2 separate regions of the Danio rerio genome follow, and region 1 is linked to region 2. The links are chromatin contacts, called in public Hi-C maps. All regions are on one chromosome and are shown on one strand. Each heading gives the region's core, a stretch centred on a gene start, on an enhancer-like site or on the middle of the called end of the contact. The rest is flanking DNA. Distances are from core to core; before and after follow the strand shown.

Region 1 (2,700 bases), core at 75-2,574, 270 kb before region 2:
CAATAACTTGCCTAATAACCCTATCTTAACTAGTTAACCTAATTCACCTAGTTCAGCCTTTAAATGTCACTTTAAGCTGTATAGAAGTGTCTTGAAAAATATCTAGTCAAATATTACTTACTGTCATCATGGCAAAGATAAAATACCCCATATAGACGTGTGCAGTATTTGTTTTATTCTGTAATCTGATAACATTTCTTCTATAAAAATAAGATTTAAAAATGACATTTAGAGCTTTTTTAGCATAAAATAGAGCTGTGCCATGCCAGCAGGCACACAACATCATGACGTTGATCTGTAGTTCTATTTTGGTTGCAACGTCAGGTGACCAAAATTTAATGTCAATTTACTGTCTAATACTGACGTCAGCTGACATCTAATACCAATGTCAGCTGATGTTCTATGTCAGGGGTGGCCAACCCTGTTCCTGGAGAGCCACCTTCCTGCAAATTTCAGTTGCAACCCATATCAAACACACCTGCCGGTAATTACCACATTGTGTTCAGGTCCTAATTAATTGGTTCAGGTGTGTTTGATATGGGTAGCAACTAAAATCTGCAGGAAGGTGGCTCTCCAGGAACAGGGTTGGCCATCCCTGTTCTATGTGGTTGGTTTTAGCCTGGGGTATTAACTAACTAAATTCAACATCATTTTATTGTCATAATATGACATCCATACAACATCGAAGTCTAACATTACTTGACGTTGATCACATCACTCTAGTCTGATGTTGGAGTTCAACGTCAATTTTTAAGTCTGTGTGACACCCGGTGGATTTTTAAGATACGTTTTTCATTTTTAGACAACCAAATACCAATGTTTTAACTTAATTAGAATTTAAAAGAATCAATATTTGGTGAAATAACACCGATATTCAATAATAAAAAAATCAAAACACTAGTTTTTATGAAAACTTTATCAGACCTTCAGAGAATAAAAATTCCACTCAATATTTACTATATACCTAATAAATCCACCAAATATGCTTGACATAATATTGAAAGCCAGACAAAATATATTATACAGCATGCTACATACTATAACGACTGCTCTTACATAAACAGACAATATAAAAGTCTCATTATGCAATTCCTAAACTATGCATTAGCACACAGATACAGTTTAAAAGCATGAAAGAGCTGATGACACATCAATCCATGCAGAAATAGATTCAAACGGCTCTATAGTGTTGGTACCACCGGCCTCCCCTGTGCTAGAATGTTTATGATCAATCTAGAATAGCCAAAGCCGAGCGCATGTACAGACCCCCCTGCGCTAGGAATGATGGGACGGGACAGCTGCATTGACAACCACTGTTTTGGAAAAGTGTTTAGCATGCCAACATTACTGACAATTTTCCATGTTAATAGCTCATGAAACACCAGTGACAAGGTGCCCGGGGTGAATTCTGCTAACTGACTGACTAAATTAAGAGTAAAGATGCGATCCTTGCTTAATAGGTTAAAAGTTAAGAGTGTGATGAGGGCACTTAGGTCTATTCATAAGTCATGAAGTAAACTTTACAGATCAAATAACTTTTCAATGGGAGAAAAAACAACATTGGGACAATACTAGGGCTGCACAATATATCGTTTGAGCATCGATATCGCAATGTGTGCATCCGCAATAGTCACATCGCAACATGTGCAAAGTTGAGTTGGGATTACAGATGTCCAGAAACCACATGTCAAAACACAGGAGATTGTGAAGACACTGCAGAATTGAACCATGATAGAGTTTTTAAGGCCTGTTACTGTGTAAGCATTTTAGTAGAGGAAATTTAAAATGGATTAATTTTATTTAATTATTTATATGATGAAGACTAAACAGTGCTATTTCACATCTGATTATTTAATTTCTGTACCAGAATATTAAAAACCACAGAGCATGGTTTATTTCACTTTAATATTTGCTCCATTGTGTTTATTTATTATTGTCGTTTTATTATTCATTCATTCATTCATTTTCTTTTCGACTTAGTCTCTTTATTAGTTAGGGGTTGCCACAGCGGAATGAACCACCAACTTATCCAGCATGTTTTACGCAGCAGATACCATCCATACACACTGATTCACACGCATACACTACAGACAACTATTAGCTTACCCAATTCCCCTTTAGCGCATGTTTTTGTTTGGACTTGTGGGCGGAAACCCACGTGAACACAGGAAGAACATGCAAACTCCACACAAAAATGCCAACTGACCCAGTCAAGGCTCGAACCAGCGACCTTCTTGCAGTGAGGCGACAGCGCTACCCAGTGCACCACCCCATTGCCAGTTATTATGTACATAATAAACTACATAAAAATATATTTAGATTTCACTCCCCGATAAAATCATCCCAAGTAATGAGAAATAGAGCAATTGAAATCATCTGGTGAAATTATAGCGCAATATATATTGTAGAGAAATAAAATAATCGCAATGTAACATTTTTCCAAAATCGTGCAGCACAAGACTATACTAGACATGGGCCGGTATAAGATTCTGATGGTATGACAAACTTGGATAAAAATGTCGCGGTTTCACTGTATTGTAATTACTGCTCTAAAATATTTTATTTTTAAATGTCTGGGTAAAAAACAAAGACCTTTTTCCCCCTTTTGAACACAAAATATTTTATTTTGAGAAACATTTCCAAAATATTTTATCAGTAAACATGTGAGGTTAATCAACTTATACTGTCTTCATTAGTTTC
Region 2 (2,700 bases), core at 190-2,689:
CCAAACTGGACACACCATAAATAGTTACTAATCATGTTTGAGATTCAGATGAGCACAGTCAACGCAGAATGTGCATCAGCCTCCTCAGAGGAGAGATCATGGATCAGGTTTAAGGGGGCATGTTTAACTCCGGTCAGAGTTTCTAAGGGTCTGGGGTCTGTGCAGTGTTCAAACTTCCCTCATTAATCCTCCTTCGAGTAGGAAACTTCCTGGAGCTAAGAGCACTTCTCCCTAGAGAGATGTCATTTACAGACTGCAGCACAATTGGTTCATGAAGGCTGTCCGCAGCATTCTCTCTTTCACATGTGCACACAAACATAAACACACACCGAAATGTCTAACCCTTAAAAAAAGGCCAGCACACGATTGATGTCTGTGCAGGTCAAAGCTGACACTGTCCCAGAGGGGTTGTTTCGCACTTTGCATTTTGACAATGGGAAAATACTTTCTAGAATGTTGCCCTAAAAGCAACACAAGATGAAGCAATGATAATAACTTGTTAATGTCTGTGTTTCCATTACTGAAAAGAGACTTTTCATTATTGTCTGTCAATGTTGCCAACTTAGCAATTTTGTTGCTAGATTTAGCAACTTTTCATACTACCCTAGCAACTTTTTTTTTTTTTATCTCTGGTTTCCCCCACAAGTTCAAAGACATGCGGTACAGGTGAATTGGGTGAGCTAAATTGTCCGTAGTGTATGTGTGTGAATGAGAGTGTATGAGTGTGTTTCCTAGTAATGGGTTGAGGCTGGAAGGGTATCCGCTGTGTAAAACTGGTGCTGGATAAGTTGGCGATTCATTATGCTGTGGAGACCCAGGATTAAGAAAGGGACTAAGCCGAAAAGAAAATGGTTGAATGAATAAAAATTTTCAACAAAGTTTCTAAATTTTTTTTTTCCAGTTTTTAAAATTTGTATTTAACATTTTTCTATAACATAAATTTGGTTGTACTAGTTTTTAGACCGTTATCGTAAGTTTGTTTTGTTAGATAAGCTCTAGATTTGGCTTTAGTACGGACTAAACTAATGTATATGCACAAATATAATATTTTCTTTCAAATAAATTACAAATAAAAGGTTTCAACCTTTTTTACTTCTCCACTAGTAAATATATTGATGATTTCAAGTCTGTAGGACCATAACGTAACTTACCTTTAATTGGACTGTACAAGATGACTATTCCTCGAAAACTCGAAGTGTAAAAAAGTTGTTTGTTTTTGCCACCTGGTGTAATGACGTAAATTAAATGAATTACAGTGAAATCCTCACAGAAAACCGATTAAACGATGGTGGAATTGTAAAAAATCTAAATACTCATCACACGTTGCAACCACAATGTCGTTTTTGTTTTGTTTTCTTTCCCTTAACTCAAGTCACCTGAATCACAAATTCGCGTTGCAGTATGTAAGTAGCCCACAGGTGGCCTGATGAAAATGCAGTGAGCTCGTGAGATTTGGGGCTGAGTTATATGGAGTCAGAAAAGACTCAAAAGAAATTCACGCATATGGCACGATGTACACATGCGTAGCCACATTCACATAAAGTTATGTTTACCAATTTGACACACACTTACAGATTTCATTTTTTACTTTGAAAATCCTACGTTTTTATTTTTTGAATACATTTTTTTATACTGAATGCAATGTTTTAAATGACTCATCTCCTTGTTTTTTCCCTATTTTTTTTGCAGAATTCAACTTCAATTCCCTTAAATTTACTAAAAACATTTTTTGAAAAATTAGGACAACCTCTTTAAAGACATATAAACCCTTGTCGACTTTATTTATTTTTCTCTATTATAATGGCTTTAAAAACCCATTTAAACCCACATTTTTTGTTATTGTTAATAGTTATTTTCCTCGGTGTTATCTTTACACATAAGAAATATGATTGTCATATTTGATTGTTATTGTAGAAGTTTAACAAAAAAAAAAATGCAATGAGCTCATGATTGGATGAAAAAACGAATTCAGACAGACAGACAGACAGACAGACAGACAGACAGACAGACAGACAGACAGACAGAGATAGATAGATAGATAGATAGATAGATAGATAGATAGATAGATAGATAGATAGATAGATAGATAGATAGATAGATAGATAGATAGATAGATAGATAGATAGATATCAGTCGAATATCCTACAGTATATCTCACATAATAGACCCAATTTAGAACATACTTATTAAATTAGTGTTTATTAATAACATTCTTTATTGAAACTTAACATTTGGTGGGTGGTGTTGAAAGGTTACAGCCTCCGATCAGTTTACAAAAAGCACATGAAGACACCTGTGTAAACGCAACTGCTTTTAATAGCACATACAACATTGAAGCAATCATCCAGCCCTAAGCATCAGCCATAGCAATGCTCTTCTTAGCAAACGCCACTAATAACAACTCAACCAGATGTGCTTTAATGATATGGACTCATAAATCTCGGAAAAAAGAGCATGTTTGCATTCTTAAGAAGACATGTGTCAGGTTGGATGCTGTTTGCACAGCATCAAGCTCACAACACATCATATAATGTGTCACTTCTCGTTGTACTTGGCATGTTTTCTGCGAGACTCCCACTGAGATGTTTAAGGTTTGTTGCAAAGTTTCATTGGGAGCTGCTGACCCTGCGCTGAGAGATGACCTCTGAACTCGGTGCCTCTGTAGAGATGTAGAAACAGCCCATATGATGTTCATTTCCA

Evidence for each region. Hi-C and Micro-C count contacts between places; a contact is called where the count stands out from the background.
Region 1: a Hi-C map of hematopoietic stem cells shows a contact between it and region 2, with 2.2 times the contacts expected there. The contact joins the enhancer-like site here to the promoter of angpt4 in region 2. A contact is called at or near these places in 3 of 18 Hi-C or Micro-C datasets (caudal fin, hematopoietic stem cells and an unstated tissue).

The regions. Positions count from the first base shown.
Region 1 is chr6:54,769,360-54,772,059 of GRCz12tu, reverse strand. The region is part of intron 2 of LOC141386368 (a long non-coding RNA gene); the gene reads right to left. Among named protein-coding and RNA genes, the nearest start is that of abraa, 22 kb to the left of the region's middle. Within about 2 kb of position 1,324, at least 6 of the 62 cell types and tissues checked have an H3K27ac peak or open chromatin away from gene starts, as enhancers often do.
Region 2 is chr6:54,500,324-54,503,023 of GRCz12tu, reverse strand. angpt4 (angiopoietin 4) reads right to left here and starts at 1,439. Exons shown (of 11, transcript XM_005166270.6): 1 at 1,152-1,439.